6 separate regions of the Mus musculus genome follow, and all the other regions are linked to region 4. Evidence: chromatin contacts called from public Hi-C, HiChIP or PLAC-seq and promoter capture Hi-C data. All regions are on one chromosome and are shown on one strand. Each heading gives the region's core, a stretch centred on a gene start, on an enhancer-like site or on the middle of the called end of the contact. The rest is flanking DNA. Distances are from core to core; before and after follow the strand shown. Region 1 holds the start of Ncf4 (neutrophil cytosolic factor 4). Region 2 holds the start of Tomm22 (translocase of outer mitochondrial membrane 22). Region 3 holds the start of Cbx7 (chromobox 7). Region 4 holds the start of Nol12 (nucleolar protein 12). Region 5 holds the start of Dnal4 (dynein, axonemal, light chain 4). Region 6 holds the start of Kdelr3 (KDEL (Lys-Asp-Glu-Leu) endoplasmic reticulum protein retention receptor 3).

Region 1 (3,852 bases), core at 778-3,277, 690 kb after region 4:
CACCCCATAAGAGCACACTGCATCCCCTAAGCACCCAGAGCGGCGCCAGGCGCCTAGAAGGTCCTGAGCGGCTACTTCCACTTGTCCCAGTGTGAGCCGTCTGCAGCTGAGCTGCCAAGGAGGCTGTGGTGTGGGGAGAGGGAAGGGGACTGGGAAGATAGCTGTCCCCCTCGGACCCCACACGGGTTTTGTTGGGTGGATACCAGGCTCCGTGCACACGGGAGCTACACATGGAGGTCCGCTTGGGGACCTGATCTAGGGGAGTCCTGAAAACTGCAGGTGTGTGGTACCTCAATCACAGTGGGAGCTGGAATGACATGTGGCCATGGGAGCTAAACTCTGCAGCTGCCCTGGAAGAGACACTATATATGATATCTCCTCGTCTGTATCTCTGCCGGACTGGTTCTCAAAGAGGACGCTGGAGATACTGGGTCTGATGGCCCTAGGACCTGGGTCCATGGTCCTATCAGGGGCAGAGGAGGAGAGCCACCCCCCTCAGAGGGCGGGGGAACAGCTGTGGAAAGGGCAGAGTGGGCGGAGGAAACACTGAGCCCTGATAGTCCTTACAGGCACCATCTGAACTCTGCACCCCAAGAAACAAGAAGGGACCCAAGCTTCTAGTGGCTACAGTTTCTAGAAGATTCAAGTTTGCATGTCTGTCAGTCTCCTAGGAGAACTTGGGGGTGAGAAAGGCTGGAGTCATATTATGCAGCCTTACTTAGCACCCCAGTAACACTCTCTATAGCTATGGAAGGACCCCCACCCAACACTAACTCTTGTTACAGACAAACCTCCTCTGACCTTTGACCTACAGGAATCCCATCCCCTTTTCCAGATCCCACGAGTGCTTTGCTCACACCTGGGTCTTGTCAGTCAGACCTGTTCTGGTGACTCTCAAGCAGTTCACATGGACACTTGGCTTCCTAACGTTGCTTTCTGCTTGATCCAGGGGACGGTTCTGTCATTTGGGTCTCCACATGCAGATGGGAACACAGGGCTGTCTCCATAAGAGACACTGAGCAAGTGCTGACTGAATGAGGTGGCCGGGCTTGGGGCCATCAGGTCTCCTTGTCCCTACCTGTATAATGTCAGCATTGTCCAAGATAGATCTGGGTCATTTTTGAGCTCTTAGCAGATGTAGTGAGCTCTCAGTGTGTCCCAGGGCTGTTCGGCCTCCCAGAGACACAACTGTGATCCAAAAAACTAAAACACCCTCAGAGCAGGCAGAGCAAAGACCCGGCCCCCAACATTGTGCCAAGCATCTAAGACCTGTTCAGGACAAGGAAGTGGAGTGAGGGGTCAGACGGCAGAGCCTGGGCTATCTGAACCTAAAGATAGGAAAACGCAGAGGCCAGTTTCAGTCTGAAGGGCAGATGGAAGAGCCGCTCCTGATTGCAGTGTGGAACCAGGAACCCAGAACCCAAGCCTAGCACCCAGGACACCTCTGCTCCCAGGCTCTGCCACCCACTCACCCTGTGGTCCTTGGCCACATCCAAGCCACTCCCCATTCTGAGCCTTAGGCTTCTTACTGGTGCATAACACTGCCGACCTACTAAGTCAAGGTTCTAGAAACATCTGCTGGAGCATGCAGCTCCTGCAGTATCATTCAGCAAGACCTTCAAATTTGACTCTGTGCTGATCCACTGATATCAGGTGACAGGAGGGACAGCCTCTTACTTCCCCATACCCACCCCCCAGGCCTATTGGGATCATTGAGAAAGCCTGGCAGGGAATAGAGGCACACTCTCACCTCTCTGATCGCAGCTGCTGGGCCAGGGCCATGGCTGTGGGTAGTCAGAAAAGCAGATGGATGGGGGCCTTGCCCAACCAGATCCAGGCCGAGTTCACCTCTCACTTCCTCCTATGTGCATCTGAGAGCTTCCTGAAGCTTGGGGTGTCCCCAGGGGCAGCCTTTGAGGAGGTCCCGCCCTGCCCAGCTTCTCTGGACCCTCCTTGAAGTACCTCCTTCAGGCTTTGAGCTGCCTGGCCCTCACACGTCTTCTCAGCCACTTCCCAGCTGCACAGCAGTTGAGGAAGTGGCACCCTTGGGTGCTGGGCTTGCGTGAGGCCACTGGCTTTGGGGATTTCCTCAGTGCCTGTCTCTGGTGCTGAGCTCCACCCACCATAGAGCAGTTTTAGCCCTGGGTAGTCCATCAAGGACACTTGTGGACTTCCTCCTCAGGCTTCTTCCTGAATCCCTTTCTCAAGCATCCAAGACCTGCCATTCATTCCTAAGGTCTGGTGGAGATAGTGCTTTTTCCAGGAAGCTCTCCTGGTCCCCCTCCCTCTTATACTAGGAAGTCATTGTTTTATGCCCCATCTGGGGCTCTGGGCTCTGAGATACCACATTCAGCTCTCCCAGAGCTTCCATCCACACAGAGGCTCTCCTTACAATCTGCCTCCACCTCCCTACTCAGCTCTCAGAAAAGCCCCAAGCCCCCGCTGCTGGCTTCAGAATCCCCAAGGCCCCGTGGGCTGCCTGCTCTCCCAATCTCTCTTCCCTCATTGCCACCACATTCCCAATGCTCCTCTCCTATCTCCTGTAGGTCTCAGCTCAGAAGCTGCCCTCTAAGAAACAAACCTGTCCTCACCAGACCCTCCCTGCCACTCTCCGGGCTTTTCCTGCGGCAAGCTCTCACCAGCGGGGTTCCCTACCCCAGTGTGTTCCAAACGTGTGTTTGTGTGTTAGGCTTCTTCCAGGCCAGCACTACGCTGCGGACACCCAGATTATGTGAGCAGAAGGAGGAAGTTCTTCGTCAGCTCCTTCTAATGCTTGGTTCTGTAGGGAGCTCTCCAAAGCCTACAGTGAGGATGGGCCCAGCAGCCCAGAGAATGTCCCCCAACCCCCAGCTCCACTTGATGGTATGCTAAGACAGAAGGAGAGATGGCAGCCTGCCCAGCCTGCCTGAATCAGGCTCCTATCTCCCCAACTTTGGAACGTGGCTGTGGGGACAGGGCTTTCCCCCTGAGGAATCTGGAACGGCCTATGTTTCTCACCTTAAATGGGGCTGGATTGGAAGCAGTCTCAGACTCCTCAGGATCTGGCTCCAAGAATATAGAATGTTTTAGGATCCTTACTTTAAAATGTCCCCCCTCCATCCTGTCACCCTGAAGGGATCTTCTGGCCCTGACCCAGCCCAGAGAGGATGAACCTAGAGCTCCCAGGATAGAGTCTGCCCAGTGAGAACTGCCCTCCCCGTGGCCAGGCAGGGCATGGGCTCCTGGGGAGACAGAAACGAGGATGAAGAAAGTCACAGGAGGGGACAGGAAAGTGGGAGAGGGACACTCCACCAGTGACTGCATGTTCATCAAGGCCTTTGCACTGCACAGATAGATCAGGGTGGTAGAGGAACGTAGAATGGACGGTCTGACCTACTCCCAGCACACAGAAGTACCGCAGTTCACAGAGTTAGCTCTTTTAAGCATACAAATCCCTGCTCAAGACAAGGAAAGGTGATCTGAGAGGTCTAAGACGAGCAGGAATTGTACCCATGACTGAGGATGGAGACTGATACCCAGGCCTAGGGAACGGCAAACACATGTGTTACTAAAGATGAGGCTCCAGTGACTGGCCAGAGACCAGATGCAGGTCACATGTCCCACTGCTGGCAGGAAGTCCACCTTGAGCTCTCATGTGAAGCTGGATATCACAGCAAACACCGAAGAGGGTTTCTCAGCCATTGGCCTGGGTGCCCGAGGAAGCGAAGGAAGTTCTCCAGCCACGGGTAGACAGAGGGAGCCTCGAGCCTGAAGCCCCCACTGGTGTGAAATCCAGAGAAAAGCTGGCTCTGAACTGTGCTGAGGAAGCAGTTCGGAGTCAGCACTACACAAAACTGCAAATCCAGGCGCCTT
Region 2 (3,633 bases), core at 21-2,520, 740 kb before region 4:
GGGGCAGGCAAATTCTACACTGCCAAGTACCTGAAAGTACAGGGACCTGCTCCCACTTGGGGTTAAGTGCCAATCTCCTGGGGCTCTGCGGTTGGCCCACCGCCAAGAAGAACATGTGCTCACCTGCCGTTGCTGCAGTTGCTGCTGTTGCTCCATCTGCAACTTTTCTGTCTCAAAGACAACGGGAAGAACCAGGATCATGAAGGAAGTGGTCCCAATCCACAAAGCTGCCCTGGAAAATCTGCAGAGGGAAAGAGTGGATGAGGCGTCATGAAAAGGAAAGCCGGCACTCCGGCTAGGACCGAACCTGGAACAGGACGTGCAGTACCGCCCTCGATCTTCTAAAAGCGTACCCTACCAATTCCTTGCCCCCAGAGTCCTGGCAGAGGCAAGAGGAGCAGTAATTACCTAGCGATACAGTGCATTCTTATAAGCCTCGTATATACGTAACCTTAGTCTCATAACGACCCCGCCAGGTTAAGAACTCCCTTCTGGGGCTGGTGAGATGGCTCAGTGGGTTAGAGCACCCGACTGCTCTTCCGAAGGTGCAGAGTTCAAATCCCAGCAACCACATGGTGGCTCACAACCATCCGTAACAAGATCTGACCCCCTCTTCTGGAGTGTCTGAAGACAGCTACAATGTACTTACATATAATAAATAAATAAATAAATCTTTAAAAAAAAAAAAAGAACTCCCTTCTGCAGAAGACCAACCACACTCGGGGTATGACAATGAATCCAAGGTCACTCAAACTCTGCTCTGCGACTCCCGAGGCCCGCTGTCCTTTGACAGCACCCGTCACCCGTCCATGCCCGCTCCCGGTGGCTCTCCGTCGGCCCTTTTACCTGTACATCTTCTGAGCCACGAAGAGCGAGAGGTCAAAGGTGGCTCCGGCGGCTGACCGGACCCTCTCGGGAAACATCTCCGTCAGACCCCAGAGTCTCTCCGACAGGGTCTCGTCTAGCTGTGGTGGAGGAGGCGTGGGTCGTCGGTGAAGCGGCAGCAGCACCGCAACCGCCGAGCCCCGGGCCTGGCCCTTCCGTGCCGCGCGGAGAAGCCGCCCTCTCGGCTCGCGGCGTCCACGCCCCAACCGCCCGCCCTCGCCCCGCTCCCCGCCAGCCCTAGCACCTCGTCGTCGTCGTCTTCTTCCAGCTCCTCCTCGGCTTTCTCTGCCTCGGCTTTCGGGAGTAATTCCTCGGGGGACAGAGGCTCCCCAGCGCCGGCTGCAGCGACGGCGGCGGCCATGGCTGTAGGACACCGGAAGCGGAAGAGAGCAGGCGAAGCGGCCCACCCCTGGACAGAGCGTCTTCCGGAAGCGAGCCGGGCTGGCTAGAGAGAAAGCGTTGGCGTCTCCTCCAGCTCGCCCCCTTGGTGTCGCCAGCCTCTTAATTTCAACTGACTGTAAGAGTATGTTCAGGGAGAGATGCGGGTGCTTCTCAGCTATTCTGTGCCGTTGGGTCTGGGCTTGGCTCCGAAACTGCATATTTTAGAGAGATCTGGTTTTTGTTTATTTAATTTTTTTTTTTTTTTTTTTTTGGTTTTTCGAGACAGGGTTTCTCTGTGTAGCCCTGGCTGTCCTGGAACTCACTCTGTAGACCAGGCTGGCCTTGAACTCAGAAATCCGACTGCCTCTGCCTCCCGAGTGCTGGGATTAAAGGCCTGCGCCACCACGCCCGGCTTAATTTTTGAGACCAGGTTTCTCTGTATAGCCCTGGGCTGTCCTGGAACTCTCTGTAGACTCAGAGATCCACTTGCTACTGCCTCCCGAGTACGGGGATTAAAGGCGTGCACCACCACAAGTGAGCAATATGTGTACTTATGGAGGTCAGAGGACACTTGCAGTTGATCCTCTCTGTAACAGGGCCCCAGACCTTAGCACAACTGACTCCGTGTTTTTTGTTGTGTGTGTGTATGTGCGAGTGTGTGCTTAAAAGCTCACTCTGAGAAAGGCTTGCTAGGCTATACTGAGATCCTAAACACTGGCTAATAAAGATTTTCTATGGCTTAAAGCCCATGTCTACTCGGTCTTCTCTGGTGAATATTCACAACACTTTTCTTCCACCACGTGGGGCCTGGGGATCAAATTCACACTCAGCAGCAAGCATTTTTTTGGGTTTTTTTTTCAAGACAGGGTTTCTCTGTGTAGCCCTGGCTGTCCTTTGTAGACCAGACTGGCCTCAAACTCAGAAATCTGCCTGCCGCTGCCTCCCGAGTGCTAGGATTAAAGGCGTGGGCCACCACACCCTGCAGCAGCAAGCATCTTTAAACCACTTATTCATTTCATTCCCCCCCACCCCTGGGCCCACACACACATTAAAAGCACGGTTTCATGTAGCCCAGGCTAGCCTTGAACTCATTTTGTGGATGACCTTGAGTTTCTGATCCTCCTGCCTCCACCTCGAACTAAGGCCACAGGTGTGTCACCACACAGGAATCAAAACCAGGCCTTTATTCTACCAACTGAGCCACAAACATGATCTATTATTATTACTTTTTTTTTTTTTAAGTTCCAGGCTTGGCTGTCCTGGAACTCTCTATGAAAACATTCAACGCACAGAAATTCACCTGCCTCTCCCTCCAAAGTGCTGGGATTAAACTCATGCAACATCGTGCTCGGCTTATACGTAAGTTTAAGAGAGTCTGCTTAACAGTAAAAGGGTTTTCAACTATTGCAAAATTGCCAAGAGAGCAAACAGTGGAGCGGTACAATGTCACCCTCAGACCACTGGGGGGTGGACAAGACGATCCAGAAAATCCTGAGCCCGGAGCAGAGGACAGACCAGGGCTATGGCAGCGTTCAGCTCATAAGTCCTTCACAGTACAGCCGCTCTACGACCTTCTGACTCCAGCACCCTGCTTAAAGTGCCAGTGTTGGCAGGGGAAGTCACATCATTTGGACATACAAGTGCACCCTGAGGCTCCAGCTATAGCTCCTTCCCTTCTAGCCCTCACCTCACTGGACCGGTTTCTTCAACTGAAAAACAGTACTAAAGTTGTCATGAGAATTAAACACAGTTGCACACTTTTATTCCCAGCCCTCAGGAGGCAGAGGCAGGCACATCTCAAAGTTCTAGGCCAGCCTGGGTCAGCAGAGTTAGTTTCGTCCAGGACAGCAAAGGCTACACAAGAGAAACCCTGTCTTAAAGAAAAAAAAACAAAAAAACCAAAAAAAAAACCAAAAAAGATACCCAGCATCAGCAGTGCTCAATAAATGGTTGCCAAAAAACAGTCAGTGATCCGGACACAAGCAAGCCCCATTATTCCATAATGTCTACCTATTTGATGCATCTGGATCCTCTCTTGGTTTCTTCAGTATTAAGCGCTAGCAAGATGACTCATGGGGTAAGAACGCAAGTCACTAAGCTTGACAACCTGAGTTTGATCCTTAGGACCCACATGGGACAAAGAAAACTGACTCCTGACATTTGCCCTCCGACCTCCACATCGAGCAGTAGGACACACGCAACCTACCTCATAGAAACAGAAAATGTCGGAGTTAAAGGGGAGAAAAGTAGATCTCCAGGCCTGGCCCTTGAAAGATCAAGAGCTGCAATTCTCCACTATGCTCTCCTTGTTCACTCGCTGCAGTGTTCTGTTGGCTTGTAGGAGGGGCTTTAAGCTACAGTCTCGGT
Region 3 (3,712 bases), core at 796-3,295, 1.0 Mb before region 4:
CCAGTATTAGTTCCCTACGTTTACTGAATCACAGAACATTTGAACTTAAATCATGTGTTTATTTTTCTCTCTTCTTGCTTGGTTGCTTTTCTTGGTGTTTCTAACCTTGGCAACTTGTATTCTTAACGGATTTTTTTATTTTGCTCCGGGGTGTGTGTAAGGATATTAGAATACTTGAACTCCGCTCGCTGGGGTTACTCTGCCTCTTGTTAATTTCCCATCTTTTTTTGTGGTGGGGGTCGGGGGGGGGGACGCGGTTTCTGCCTTTTTTTTTTTTTTTGCCACCAGCGTTTTCATCGTCTCTTCCTCATTGCATCAGACCTCAGACCCCTCTGTCCTCCGCCCCACCCCCAGACTTCCCTGAGCCCTGCTTGTCTTGTTCTTGGGTTGGAATTCCCCTTAGGGATAGGGGAATTTCTAGGGTCTGTATTCGTAAATATCTTCATTGTACATTTGTTCTTAGTAGATGTTTCCATGGAATATTATAGTTCTCGGATGGTGGTAATTTTCTCTGGGGACAGGGACATGTCATCCCCTGCCTTCTGGCTTCCTTTGCACTTGATTTGAAAAAAAAAAAAAAAAAGCTCAGGTGCCAATGTAACATTCTTTTTCTCTTTTTTTTCTTCGCCAGACATAGGTGCTTAGAGTTTATTCTAAGAATAGGGAACCCCAGAATGCTTCTAAGCACTGAGTGACTCGGTCGGGTCTGGTGGTAGAAAGCGCACTGCGATCACTGGGCCCCGTGGGGGAGGGGATTGTTGCTAAGAATCCAGGCTGTGGGGGGTGGTGATGTTGAGGGGGAAGCCCTGAGTCTCCTCCAGAAGGTCAGAACAGCAGGAATTAGGAGGAAATGGGAGGAGTTGGGGACGACTCGGACCTGTCCTCAACAATGCCGAAAACTGAAAAGGCTTGGTGCTGGCTCCGGGGTGAGGACTTTTTTCCTTCCACATTTAGTTGAGGCAAACGGTCAGCAAACCAAGGGCGAGGTGGAAAAACCACTGGAGTCCAGGCTGTTGTGGGATCTGCAGACGGCAAAAGTGGGTCTCCACCTGCGACGAGGTGTTAGCAGCGCCTAGCCTGGTCCCTCAGGGAAGGGCGCTCGCGGTGCGTTTTCGCATCACCTACTAAGACTGGTTTGGGTTGATGGGTGGAAGCGTGCTTGGAGCGGGGGACTCAGAGGCACCTGTTCAGGCCTGCTTAGACTACGTACTCCGGGTGGAAAGCTTTGCTGTCTGTCCCTCCTGCCGCGCGGACCCGGCCGGACCTTGTCTCCTTTGTAGGAAAGGAAACTGGCTGTCCTAAAATTCACTGTTTTGAACAAAGTGGCCTCGAACTCATAATGATATGCCTGGCTCTACCTCCCGAGTGCTGGGATTAAAGGCATAAAGTACTACCTCCAACTTTAAAGGTTTTGTCTTATTTCTGAATAAATACTTATGTGTATGAGTGGTTGTTAGCCTGCGTGTACGTATGTGCACACTGTGTATGAGTACATCAGAGGATAGTATGGAATTCCATGGAGCCACAGTTGTGAACCATAATGTTGGAGGTGGGAACCAACCCAGGTCCTCTGAAAGAGCAGAAGTGCTATCTCTCCAATCCTTGTTTCAATGTATTTATTTGTGACAGGGTCTTACATAGCTAAGGTTGGCCTTGAACTCCTGATCTTCCTGCCTCAGCTGTCTAAATACTGAGATTACTTGCTTGCTAATCTCGGCTTTAAGGCCACTTCATTTCGGACCTTCTCAGTCTTTAGGGGGACTTGGGAAGACTGATCACGTCCAGCCCAGAAGCCGAACTGAGAGATGGGATGGACCTTAGACTGCCAGGAGCATCAGACCTGCTGCCAGCTGCCCAATTTGGTCAGCAGGCGGGGTTAAGGAGTAGGGCGTGGCTCCGGCAGCGAGGGGGCGGAGCTGACCCTCTGGGCGCTTTCAGAGGCACGCGCGCGCGCACCCGCTCTCTGGCGCTGGGGAAAACGTTGCGCAGGTTCAAAAATGGAACGTCGGCGGCGTGAGGGAACACTAGGGGGTGTGCGCGCGTGCGCGTGCGCGCCCGGACGAGCCTGACGGGGTCCCCGCCGTCCCGAGCATCGCGCGCAGCCGCCGCGGCCCCGCAGCTCCACCCCCGGCCCAGCCCGGTCCGGTCCTGGGCCCACTCGCCCGCCGCCCCGCATGGAGCTGTCAGCCATAGGCGAGCAGGTGTTTGCGGTGGAGAGCATCCGGAAGAAGCGCGTGCGGAAGGTGAGGCTGCTCGGGGGCGGCTCCCGGGACAGGGCGAGGTTGCCTCCCGCTCCTCAGCACCGCCCACTCCAGGTTGGGCAGAGCAGAAAGTGGTGCAGGGGTGACCTGGGGACCCTGGGCTGCCTGGCGGGTCTCCACATCCTGTTCCTCACTTTCCCCACCACTATGTAGGGCCAGTAGAGTTAAAGTTGTTGCCCTCGGATGTTGGTGCATCCGAGGCCACCTGGGATGGAGATGAAGATAGGACTAGAGATCCTGAGTTCTATTCCGTCTCGTTCCCTTTACGCTCACTTTCGAGGAGACTAAAGCTCAAGTTGATGAAGCAACTTGCCAGTGCGTTAGAGTCAAAGTGAGTCTCGAACTCGGCTCTCTGGATATTTAGTACCAAGTCCTTTGAAGTTGGCCGCAGAGCTTTAGGAAAGTCTCCTGTGGCCTCTGAAGTTTTCTTATTGGACTTTGACCTTCCCGATCCCAACCCCCCAGGGCACACCTTTCTTCTCCGCTCCCATTCCTCCCCTCCCCCAACCTTCCAGCCGGGTGCTGCTGCCCTGAAGCCTGGGCCACTGTTGTTGGGACATCCTCAAAGCTCCTCCCACCTCTGCCAAGGCCTTACACTTACACACACACACACACACACACACACACACACACACACACACACACACACACACACACACCCTGAGATTTAAGGAGGTGGTTTTGCCGCGCTTAGGGCCGCACACCTCAACCTGCAGTTTCCTGTCCAGACCTCAAGTCTGCGATCTTTGTGCACGTGCTTGCTGATGGGCTCTTCCCAGAGTGAACTTGGAGCTGGCCATATGCAATGAAAAGAGTTCCTGTCCTGGATCTAAGGGAGGGTCCCCTCTCCTTTTCTCCTTGCCATCTGTTTCGGAGGCTCCTGAAGCCACCTTTTTTCCATTTGGCTTAAGTGCAGGCATGAGAGTGTCTGCTGTAGCATCCTCAGCACGGGTTCCGGTGGGCCCAAGGTAGGTGGCTTGGAGCTTGGCGATCTATTGATTAGGGCTGCTTTCTTTCCTTGCTGTTTCTCGGTACTAGACTGAAGCGGGTATAGACATCATCTCCTCTAACAAGGAACAGAGAGGTGGGTCAGACAGGGGACTCATTCGCTCAACTCAGCACTCCCAAATCTCTACCGAGGCGGCAGTGTACTCTAGAGCTCAAGGCTCCCTTTTCTCTCTCAGAACTGGCTTTCTGGCAGAGGACAAGGATGCAGGATGAACGAAGGATGCAGGAGAAAGGAAAGGTGGATGCCTTTGGTGGACAAAGGCTTTTCATAAAGAGCTGTCCACTGCGTGGTGCTGGGGGGGACTCTTTGGCAAGGTGGATCAGAGAAGAGGAACTCAAAGCTCTCCCATGTTGATATTTCATCCAGTGCATGGTGCTGGATGAGACACTTAGAGACCCCTTTCCCTTGAGGCTCCAATTTCTAACAAGTGGAGGGCCTGCTG
Region 4 (3,536 bases), core at 22-2,521:
CATAATAATCCTGGGTGGTATAACCTACCACACACCTATGCTGGAAGCTATAGTCTCAGTACGCGCTCCATCACTAACCAAACGTCACCTAGCTCACCTGGCCTTCCTGCCCCTTGCTAAGTACACAAAAGGCCAGGTGGTCAATACACAGAGCTGGTGGTCACTGTTCCCACACTGGCAAACTTTATTTCATAGGAGTCACTTCTAGTAAGGCTTTCTAATAATGCCTTCACCCAGACCCCAAAACTCTTTCACTGAACCAACCAACAACCAGTCCTCAAGGCCACCTGACTCCTGAACCCACCTGGGTCCTGTGTGGCGGGTCCTAGGAGTGCCCCCACCTTCCTGACTCGTGCTTCCTTCTTCCTGTCTAATCTCTGCTGTTCCTGAGTTTGCTGTATTGGAAGTTAATTACGCTTAGTACCTTATTCGAGCTAGGCAAATGGTCTAATAAATTAATTCGTTTATATTGTCTTGGAGACAGGGACAAATTGTCCAAATGCCCATACCGTTCTTGAACTTTCCCGCACAGGGTTTTACTTTGCAATCCTCCTGCCTCAGCATCCGGGATGGCTAGGATTATAGGTCTGCACTACCAGGCTTTGCAATTACGGTTTCCGTTGGTACACTACACCAGGGGTTTTAACTGTATTTTGCTACTGTTATGGATCGTAATGTAAATATTATCTCTTTTCCGATGGGTTTAAGGGGGTCGCGACCCACAGGTTGAGAGCCATCAGACCACAAGGTGCTATTTACGGTGACACTAAAAAGCAGTTCAGCCTCTGGTCTCAGGCTTGGCTGGCACGCAGTCTGGTGCGTGAATCAATGAACTAAACCTCTCTCATCCCATCGGCTCGTCCTTCGTCAACAACGACTGGGAGCCAGCTATGGGCTGTGACAATAGACGGCGCGGCACTCCGGTGGTCCAAGGCGCAGCGCTGAGAGCCGTAAACAGCGAGGGAGGAGCGGGCGACTCCATCCCCCGAGGTGGGGAAAGAGGAAGGCGAGCTCCAGCTACATCCAGGGGCGGGGCCGGAAGAACCCTCCGCGTGGGCGTGCGCGCCCTGTGCCTGGCGCGCTTCCCCCGGCAGCCCGACGGGAGTCTCTTTCCACCCTGCCACTCACCGCCGCTTCTCTTCATCAAAGTTGAGAACGAGCCGGGGCCGCCGGTCGTCTCCATCTCTTTTCTTCTTCTTCTTGTTGCGGCCCATTGCAGTGAAGCTTCCGGCAGCGTGGCCGCTTCTGACTTTAAAACACTTCCGGGTGTAGCAGTTTCAGATTTCCGGTAGGGCGCTCTTCGTGGCCTTGTTCCACAGTTCCGCAGATTTGGCTCCACCTTTTAAAGGAGCCTCCCGTCCTGCCTCAGCTTTGGTTCAGGTCTTCTGAACAATCCTCCCAGAATGGCTTCGGTGAGAACTAGGCTCCCCGATTCCATCATCTGACCTGCCTCGAACAAGCGCTCAATCTGGAGTTATTTATAAACCGCTAAGAATTACTGAACTTAATTGAATTCAGATGTCAACTCTTTCATGATTTCCTTGAGCGAGGGAAACTGCCTAGATGCAAACACTGGTATTCCTTTACAAAGTATGTGACTCAAAAGCAATTGCCCCCCTTTAAAAAAAAAAGATTAAATCATAAATTATGGGCTAGGGGAGGTGGCATACATCTTTATCCCAGTACCTGAGAGGCAGAGGCAGGTGGATCAAAGTCAGCCTAAGCTACACAGTGAGTTCCAGGACAACCAGAGCAGAGCTAGACAATAAAGAGACCCTGTCTATAAATAAATAAGTAAGATTAAAAAAATACTGTGCCTAAGTGAGTTTAGGTCTACTGTATGAGGACCTACAAGGCCAGAAGACGGTATGAAATCCCCTGCAACTAGAGTTACAGATGGGGGCTGGTGAGATGGCTCAGCAGGTAAGAGCACCCGACTGCTTCCGAAGGTCCTGAGTTCAAATCCCAGCAACCACATGGTGGCTTACAACCATCCCTAATGAGATCTGACTCCCTCTTCTGGTGTGTCTGAAGACAGCTACAGTGACTTACATATAATAAATAAATAAATCTTAGAGTTACAGATGGTGTGTGAGTCATGTGGGTACTGAGAATCAAACCTTGGTCCTCTATAAGACAAGTAGGCACTGTTAACCATTGGAGTCATCTCTCCAGCCCCCAAATTGCCTTTTTCTTTGTGTCTCACTTTCCTATTTATAAAATAGAGATCATTGTAGTGACTTTGTAAGGCTGTAAAGAGGTGGCCCTGGAACTCTGGCATGCACTTAAAGGCTTGCTGAAATCCAAATTGAGGGTTCAGGGTTCAACACACTTGGCAGGGCCCCAGAATGTCCATTTCTAGAACATTCTCTGGTGACCCTGAATATTGCTCCTGCGTGCAGCAAACTGAGAGCCGTGACTGTGGTGGGACAAGTGTGTCGGGTCAGAAGTGCATAACACAATATTCTCCCAGACTCAGTTGGTGCAGAGGGAAATCTCTGAGTTCGAGGCCAGCCTGGTCTACAGAGTAAGTTCCACGACAGCCAGGGCTACACAGAGAAATCCTGTCTCAAAAAACCAAAGCCAAACGGGGTGGGGGGAGAGCAGGGATTGTGCCAGTGATCAAATGTGAGCTAGATTGTCTGAGCTTTGGTGTTTGGTCTCCCTTCCCAGCTTCCTGGCCACTCCCTCAGAAGCTAATATGTCTGCTCAGAGAGGTGGGAAGCAGGCTGTGATAATGAGCCTCACTTCCACGTAGGTGTGGCACTCCATGAATGTCTGATTCCTCCCACACGGGTCCCCCACTCGGAGATTCTATGCTGGATGCTGAGAAGAAGTTATCTTTAAAGTGTGGGTCGGGGCTGGAGAGATGGCTCAGTGGTTAAGAGCACTGACTACTCTTCTGGAGATCCTGAGTTCAAATCCAAGCAACCACATGGTGGCTCACAACCATCTGTAATGAGATTAGTGCCCTTTTCTGGTATGTCTGAAGATAGCAACAGTGTACTCACATATAATAAATGAACACATTAAAAAAAAAAGTGTGGGTCCCCAAACTGGGCATGGTGACACAGCCTGTTATCCTAGCAAGTAGAGACAGGAGGGTCAGGAGTTTGAAATCATCCTGATACGCAGAAAATTGGAGTCCAGCCTGGGCTAGAGACCCTATCTTAAGAAAAGGGTTACTAGACACATGCGTCTCCGAGTGGTCACTTCTGTTCCCCTAGAACCAAGCCCTCCTACATCCTTTGTCATCTCCCTTCTGGGTAGAGGCACTGTCCTGGCCACACTGTGCCCCCTGAAGAAGCCTAGAGAGCTGAGAGCTGCCTTCCCTTCTGCTACTGGGCTGTCACCCGCTGCTATGCTATCCCCTCCTCTCTGTGGACTAAACAGAAGTTCTGTGGTCTGACTTAGTAAGTCAGAGCCCGCCTTTGGTCTTCAGCCCCTTCCCAGACTCCTTCCTCTTTGTGGGTCACTGGATGCCTTCTTAGCCAAAGCTGTGGCCTGTGCATCTCCCACCCCCACCCCAGGACCAT
Region 5 (3,817 bases), core at 148-2,647, 840 kb before region 4:
GGCGGGAGAATGAATGGGAGGCGAGAAAGAGAGGATGGCAAACAAGGACCCCTTTGGGGGAGTCGTTTGTGTAAGTGACAGAAGTGAGAGCGTCATCCCCCTCAAAGGCTGCCCTTCATCTCCTGGAGAAAGTTGGAAAAGAGGATTAAGGAAATTTGAAGGCTGAGTAAGATTCGCCACAGACAGTCAGAACTTTCCAGGGAGGCTAGCTAGGAACTGTCGTGTGCTGAGCTGAATTCCTGCTGCCAAGTCTCAAACCAAGCCCAATGTGTGTGTTCTGGGTCTGTACACTCAAGCTAGGTTAATCCACTGTCCCAGATCAGACCTTGTTACCACTCTCCCCAAAGCTCTCCAGCAACCAATGACTCTATCTCACCTCACACCAGGGGCCACTTGTGTTTCAAACCTCTCTTTCTTCTGCCCTGCTTCTTTCTTTGTCTTCCCCTCTACTTGACCTACTATGTTGACCCTGCACTCCTACTACGTTGACCCTGCACCCAGGCCTCTTGGAGCTACCGCTGTCCCGCTCCCATTAGCATTCTGGTCATCTTGGGCTCTTCCCGCCTCGTTGTCCCACTTAAAAAGAGCCAGTACCCTGCCAGTCTCTGCTATAGAAGCACGCGGAAACGATTCCATTTCTTCTCATGGCTCTATACCTTCTGAACTGTGCCTTCCGCAGAATCACCAGCTAGTGGGGCTTCATTAATGATTGCATGATACGCATAGAATAAATGTTTAGATTATGGGGCATTCCACTGATCCATTCTTCTTCTTCACCTTCCCCTCAGCAAGAGGCTCTAACACTCTTTGGTCATTTCTTTCCAAGAATCAGAAGCAGGTTCCAGACAACTGCATCTGATGGTACAGGTGTCTCCCAGCCCCTGGGACAAAGCAACCCTGGAGGGTTTGCACAAGGGAAAGATCTGGATTCCTTCTCTGAGGTTATGCCTTGATTCTTTCCTTCAGTCTCTCTAGTTCTACACATTGGCCCAGACGGGATCACGGATGCTGTTAACAGTAAGCACTGTGTTGCGAATCAATGAGACAGTCACTCACTGTAAAGGACTAAAACACTACCTAAGTTCTGGTGGTTATCAGGCTCCTGCGGTCGTCGTAAAATAGCAGATCAGCGTCACGACACCAACAAACTGCATTTGTCATTTTCGATGTCGAAAACTCCCAGGGCAATACAGCTTTAAGAAGTTTGTTCCTCTACAAAGACTACTTCTGCCTGTCCGCAGCTGCTCCGGCAGGCTTAAGACGACTATGAGCGAAGCCCCACCTCCTCGGTCTTTAAGCCACGCCCCTCGCGTAAGCTCCGGCCTCCTAGGCCCCTTCGGAATTAATTGGCACTTCTCTACACCAATAATAAGTGATATTGCTGTCAACGTCCGGTGACGGGACGGGACTTCCGTGATGGTTGCTAAGACACTCTGGCTCGCTCCTTGACAACCCTGGCGGGGGTGCGCTGGCTGTGGCCTCGGCTCCGGCCCCCGCGGGAGCAGGTGAGGGCGCGGAGTGCGGAGGGCAGCGCGGCGGGGAGGGCTGGCCCTGAGGGAGGGCGGGAGGATGCGCGGGGCGGACAAGGCCTGGCCCAACGCTAGGCCCCACCTAGGTCCCCAGCCCGCGGTTCCCGGCCCAGGACCTCCCCTTGTCCCACGTAGGAGACCACGGAGCTTGGCAGTGACATTGCGCACCAGCACCACTTTGCAGGCCGCTCCTCCTCACTCATCTTGGGTCCTGTTTAGCTCCATGCCCTCGCATCCTCCCTGTTTTGACTCCCACTGCACTTTGTCCCCGCACCACCTCGCTGCTGACTGGTGGTCTAAATCGCCTCGTCCCAGATCACTTGGTTTGGAGATTTGGCGATACTCTGGGATTCTAGGCTGACTATTGCCCGACGGGGGGCACTCAGTCTTCCCATCTATAAAGTCGAAATTGGGTTGAATGGTCGCAAAGGCCTTTTGGACTCTGACGTCCTAGCATGATGTTGTGGGACTTAACTGTCAACGCCCCTTAGGATGTGTGTTCTCCTAACCTTTTATGTAATGCAAAGAATTTGGCAAACTTAAGTTGGATTCCCATTGGTAAGAACTACCTAAGATCTCTCTGGGCACCAGTCAGTGCATCTATAAAGCCAATAGTCTGAAGTTCATCTCCTTTGGCAAATGAAGTACAAAGGGTCCAGTCCAGTGTAGACGGTACTTGCTCACTTGTCTTTTTTCTGTGTGTATGTGCGTTCCTGTGTGTGCAGTTACATGTGGAGGCTGGAAGTCAACATTCGGTGTCTTTCACAATCACTCTCCACCTTATTGTCTGAGACAGGGTCTCCCTCTTTGATGCCAGGAGCTCACCACTGGGCTTCATGGCTAATGAGCTTCCAAGGATCCATCCTCTCAGCTGCCTCTCCAATGCTGGGCTCACAGGCATGGCCGCCTCACCCAGCCCTTTACACGGGTGCTGGGATAGAAAACTCTGGTCTTCATACTTTTGTAGCAAGCACTTTATAAACTGACCTCCACCCCCTAATTTCTTCTTTTTGTCTGTTATGACCTCACACTTTCCCTCCTGGGAAGAGCCCAGTGCTTTCCTGCGCAGTATCCCACTCAGTAGCCACTGTCTGCAGATGAACCTCAGGCCTGCTGTCTGGCTCTGCTCTTCCCCTGTGGCTAGGAATTCTTGGGGTACAGGAGTGAGGAAACTGAAAGAGGTTGGTACAGTGATACGAGGATTCATAGCTTCCCTTTTCCAACCATCCATGACTCTGCCATCTTTTCCTCCTGACTAAATGTCTCCATTTGCATTTTGCCAGCTGCTAGCATCAAGCTGGCCTGCCTATCTGTTCTACCTGGTTTCTTCCATGCTCTGGTAGGCTCATCCCTCTGAGAAAGTTATCAAGTTACCTTGATTCTCTCTCCGTGGGGTATCACACCCTCCCCATTCCTGAGACCATTCTGGCCTCTTAGGCCTGTTTTCTGGGCTGATCGCTGTAGCTTCCTGGCTGCCATCCCTGTCAATCCAACTCCCCAACCTCTGTGCTGCCAGCCACCCTGAAAGCTCCAAGAAGCCAGGCAAGGTCGTGATGCTTGCAACCCAAGGGCTTGGCTGTGTCAGCAGTATCACAAGTTCAAGGTCATCAGGAGCTCAGTGGTTCAGTGAGTTCAAAGCCACCCTGTGTTATGTGAGAGCAAAAACAGAATCCAAGGTTGTTTTTTTTTTAAATTTTTTTATTAAGTATTTTCTTCATTTACATTTCCAATGCTATCCCAAAAGTCCCCCATACCCTCCCCCGCCACTCCCCTACCCACCCACTCCCACTTCTTGGTCCTGGCGTTCCCCAGTACTGAAGCAAATAAAGTTTGCAAGACCAATGGGCCTCTCTTTCCAATGATGGCCGACTAGGCCATCTTCTGATACATATGCAGCTAGAGACACGAGCTCTGGGGGTACTGGTTAGTTCATATTGTTGTTCCACCTATAGGATTGCAGACCCCTTTAGCTCCTTGGGTACTTTCTCTAGCTCCTCCATTGGGGATCCCATGATCCATCCAATAGCTGACTGTGAGCATCCAGTAGAATCCAAGTTTTTATGCCTGGGTTTTAGGGCTCTCTACACTTCCACAACCCACCCCCAGCTTTTTTTCCCCCCTCCTTTCTCAATTGTGTTCTTTCTCCCAGTCCTGGGAAGCCTTGAACTTTCTCTTGGGTCCACTGCATTGCTTCTCAGTCCGGAGTCTCCTCCTATGCCCATATGACAGGGCCTTTCTGCCACAAACCACAACTCCTGGGTCAGTTTTCATCTACGTTGCCTCTTGCT
Region 6 (3,385 bases), core at 744-3,243, 580 kb before region 4:
GGGCCCAGATACCGGCTGCAGGCGAGTGTGGGCCTCACATTCCTCACTAGTAGTCCTGTTTCCCCTCCCCCCCATCCCCCGCACATGTGATTGGAGCCATGTGACCAAGACCTAGGACCTGAGTAGAGCCTAGCAGGGAGACAGACGAGGCCATAAAGGAACTCCTATAGGGGGTGACACAGATGGGGAGGCGACCTAGACCAGGTGGGGCTGGCTGTGTTGCCCCTTCACCAAGCCCTTGCCAAAGAGGCACCTGCCCTATTAGGACAGTCTAGGCAGCAGCTTCATGGGGGATACCTGGCCACTATATCCTCCAGTCCTCTTAACCTTGTAGGCTCAGGGTTCTACCCATAGTGGCTCCACACATAAACACATAAACACTATCCCTACCAGAAGCCCAGGAGAAGAGAGACACCGTGAGTGAGTCCCTCTGACTGATAGGGAAACAGAAGCCCCAGGCTACACAACTCAGCAGGACAGTGGGACAGTGGCCAGTGTGTCTCTGGCATTTGGGGCTGGCACCAGCTGCCATTTTTCTTTCGCCTACAGCAACGCATACTGATTTGCTCCTCCTGTCGCTTTCTGCTGGTCTCTCAGTAGGTCAGCTCCCTAAGGCAGGGCATTGGGGTATCAGGGCACAGTGTCCCTCACAGGATGAGGGAGGAGGTAACAAGCACTCCCCCAATCCTACCCCGGACCTCTAAAGCAAAGTCACAGGCCCAGCAAGCAGAAGGGCCGTGAGAGACGATCTCTCAGGCAACTGACTACTACAAACCCCCGGTAACGTCTAATTCAGTCCAGAGCCACTGGATCCAAAATGTGTCTGATCCATACTCAACCAAGTCCCTCTCCTGATCAGCCTCCCAGGTGACATCTCAAAATGCTCTCAACCTCCATTTCCGGAGTCTCAAGAGACCTGCTGAGCCTCTGCCTCTGCTCCTACTTCTTCGATGGTTTCCTTCATCCTGGATCCCGAATGTGACCGGAAAAAGCCTTTCACCATTAGTCCATCCTACCTTCTGGATTCCTCTTCCTCCTGTGTCCTTCCCAGGACATGCCCTATGCCCTGTGGCTTCTACGTATTTGCACGGGTGTTCTCAACACCGTACCCTGTACCTTGAGCACATACCCTGCCCATCCTCTCTGTCCACGTAGCCCTCAGCTGCTCTCTGCCTCCCCAGCTCTGGTAGAGTCTGAGCTCACACTCAATTGCATGCCTGGGACAGGCAGGGAACGCTAGGAACGGAGATGGCTGAAAGACAATGGGCAGCTTCTTATTAACCCGGGGACTGAAATCATCAACCCAGCCTCCAGATATTTCCCATCCCAGCAAGGCCGCTAGACCTGTAGACAAATCGCGAGCCCCTCCAACGCCTTCCACTCAGAGCCAGCTCCACATCCCTGGGCCAGGCTGATATCACCAGCTGGCAGGAAAAGGCTCTCTCTGGGGAAATAAAAGGCAGGAGAGAATGAAGACTCGACGACTAAGGCGACTTCAAATATGGTCTCCTCCCAGGGGAAGGTCCCCCTCCACTCCTCGCCCAGCAGCCGTGATACTGCCAGCTGCCCAGTTAAGGATAGGGCGAGAAGCGTGAGGTAGGGCTCTTCATGGAGACAGAAGCCACGCTCCCTCATAATCTCCCGGATCCTCTGATGTCGAAAAACTTCGCTGAAGTTTTTGGAAGCGCGCGCGCCCGGCTTCCCTCTGAGCCTAAGTCCTCACCATGGTCCGGTCCCGCCCCGCCCCGGGCGCCGCTCACCGGCGCAGCTCTTGGACCTCCAGATCTTCACCAGGAGCAAGATCATAGCCAGGAGGTGGCTCAGGTCCCCGAGGATTCGGAACACGTTCATGGTCCCGCCCGCCGCTCCCGCGCCGTGTCGCGCAGAACTTCCCAGGGAACTTTCTGTTGCGCGGGGCGCTGCCACGTCCCCGTCCCTGCTCCTCGCGGTGCCCCAGGCCGGTGCCGCGCCTCCTTGCTGGCGCGCTCCCGCCGCGCGCACCCTTGGCCGCGCGGTGACGTGGCGGGGCGGCCAGGCGCGGGACAGGAGCCAGGAAGCAGCGCTTCTCACGTCCCCACGCCGACAGGCGGGGCAGCTTACACAGCCGCTGCTGGCCCAAGCCGAGCCCCTCCCTCTCTGGTCCTGCGTAGGCACCAAGTGTTCCTCTCATCCCCAGAAACCACAGTCAGGGCCTGGCACTCACTTCAAGTCCTGACTTTCATAGCTCTGTTGGGCCCTGGGTGGTGGAAGCAGGCTTTCAGCCGCGGAAGACCTCCCAGGTTGGAACTCCCGGGAAGTGGTGCTGAAAGGAGCCATCACCTGTTAAACTCTGAGATAACCTGAGCTAGCTCTGAGATAACCTTGTTGATGGTTTCCGGTGGGGAGAGAGGCTGACTCTGAGTCCCCTTTCTGGGCTTCAGTATTGACTACAAGGGAGATGCTAATGGTGTAAAAGAGGCTGAGTGTGTTGGGGATGCCCACCGCCTTCATTTCTGCCCCCCTCTTCTTCATGTGGGAAGACACTGGAAAGAACTTCACTGACCAGGAAAAACTCCAAGCACGGCATAGAGGCAGGCAGGATAGAGTAGGAAGAATCTTAGGTGGGCTGGAGGCCTCCATTGCTATGTGAAGCATCCTCTCTGGGCACAGGTCTATTAATCTATAGCTATGGAACCGATAAACCAAGGGCCTTTCTGCCTTCTCCTTGATCCCAGCCCCCCTCCCTCCTGTAGCTGGTTTCTTCCTAAAGAAATGGCTTCGTCTGGCTCCCTCTGTGTGCAGGAGAGGCTTCGGCAGGATGAAGATCTGTTGCTTACGGTGTTCGCCAACTCTTTCCTGGCCTCCATTGCTTTACCATTACTCCCCGCACAAAGCAGTTCTGGGAGGCTTTGCATGTGACCAGTAGCACTGCCTGGGGGGTGCAGCATGGGGGACCCTGGGCAGCTTGCTGTGAATCTACACACACACACACACACACACACACACACACACACACACCTTTCCTGGGGAGATGAAACACACTTGTCTGCTCACCCCAGATAGGGAGCCCACGACAGCCTAAAGTACAGATAGTACCAATATCCAGCTTCATGAATTAATGAGTTTTGCTGGAGTTACTTAGAGGAATATGGGTGAAGGGTTGCTTACAGGAGCAGGAATGACTCAGAGACAGCTGCATCACCAAAGCCCACCCAGCATGGGTGACAGCTCACCAAGCTGGGAACCTGGAGCTCTTCCCACTGCCTGCAGGCAGCTCAGCAGGTTGGAGAATATCCTTCCCAGGTGCCTCAGTTGGTCTAAATCTCTCGAAGGCTGCTCTTCTTGTTCTGAGTCTTCTTACTCCCTGCTTACTCTGGCAGGGAGGAGCCTAGGGAATCTGCTCAGT

What was found. Promoter capture Hi-C pulls out the DNA fragments that hold promoters and counts their contacts. Hi-C and Micro-C count contacts between places; a contact is called where the count stands out from the background. HiChIP or PLAC-seq counts read pairs in DNA pulled down with a chosen protein or histone mark.
Region 1: a contact with region 4 is called in a promoter capture Hi-C map of pre-B cells, with 5 times the contacts expected there. The contact joins the promoter of Ncf4 here to the promoter of Nol12 in region 4. A contact is called at or near these places in 1 of 39 promoter capture datasets (pre-B cells) and 1 of 115 datasets of contacts at active chromatin or transcription factors (microglia).
Region 2: a contact with region 4 is called in a promoter capture Hi-C map of liver, with 5 times the contacts expected there. The contact joins the promoter of Tomm22 here to the promoter of Nol12 in region 4. A contact is called at or near these places in 2 of 39 promoter capture datasets (hippocampal neurons and liver) and 1 of 115 datasets of contacts at active chromatin or transcription factors (pancreatic cancer cells).
Region 3: a contact with region 4 is called in a Hi-C map of B cells, with 7 read pairs. The contact joins the promoter of Cbx7 here to the promoter of Nol12 in region 4. A contact is called at or near these places in 1 of 484 Hi-C or Micro-C datasets (B cells) and 1 of 115 datasets of contacts at active chromatin or transcription factors (bone marrow-derived macrophages).
Region 5: an H3K27ac HiChIP or PLAC-seq map of microglia shows a contact between it and region 4, with 7 times the contacts expected there. The contact joins the promoter of Dnal4 here to the promoter of Nol12 in region 4. A contact is called at or near these places in 1 of 39 promoter capture datasets (liver) and 3 of 115 datasets of contacts at active chromatin or transcription factors (bone marrow-derived macrophages, microglia and pancreatic cancer cells).
Region 6: a contact with region 4 is called in a promoter capture Hi-C map of liver, with 3 times the contacts expected there. The contact joins the promoter of Kdelr3 here to the promoter of Nol12 in region 4. A contact is called at or near these places in 3 of 39 promoter capture datasets (cranial neural crest, embryonic stem cells and liver), 1 of 484 Hi-C or Micro-C datasets (cerebral cortex) and 1 of 115 datasets of contacts at active chromatin or transcription factors (pancreatic cancer cells).

The regions. Positions count from the first base shown.
Region 1 is chr15:78,242,986-78,246,837 of GRCm38.p6, reverse strand. It overlaps Ncf4 (neutrophil cytosolic factor 4), which reads right to left and starts at 2,027. Exons shown (of 10, transcript NM_008677.2): 1 at 1,751-2,027. The coding sequence starts at 1,782.
Region 2 is chr15:79,668,505-79,672,137 of GRCm38.p6, reverse strand. Tomm22 (translocase of outer mitochondrial membrane 22) reads right to left here and starts at 1,270. Exons shown (of 4, transcript NM_172609.3): 1 at 1,130-1,270; 2 at 847-965; 3 at 124-241. The coding sequence starts at 1,246.
Region 3 is chr15:79,930,979-79,934,690 of GRCm38.p6, reverse strand. Cbx7 (chromobox 7) reads left to right here and starts at 2,045. Exons shown (of 7, transcript NM_144811.3): 1 at 2,045-2,243. The coding sequence starts at 2,175.
Region 4 is chr15:78,932,668-78,936,203 of GRCm38.p6, reverse strand. It overlaps Nol12 (nucleolar protein 12), which reads right to left and starts at 1,271. Exons shown (of 6, transcript NM_133800.3): 1 at 1,129-1,271. The coding sequence starts at 1,214.
Region 5 is chr15:79,772,047-79,775,863 of GRCm38.p6, reverse strand. It overlaps Dnal4 (dynein, axonemal, light chain 4), which reads left to right and starts at 1,397. Exons shown (of 4, transcript NM_017470.2): 1 at 1,397-1,505. It overlaps Gm30977 (a long non-coding RNA gene), which reads right to left and starts at 1,336. Exons shown (of 4, transcript XR_875488.3): 1 at 1,078-1,336.
Region 6 is chr15:79,515,016-79,518,400 of GRCm38.p6, reverse strand. It overlaps Kdelr3 (KDEL (Lys-Asp-Glu-Leu) endoplasmic reticulum protein retention receptor 3), which reads right to left and starts at 1,993. Exons shown (of 5, transcript NM_134090.2): 1 at 1,761-1,993. The coding sequence starts at 1,851.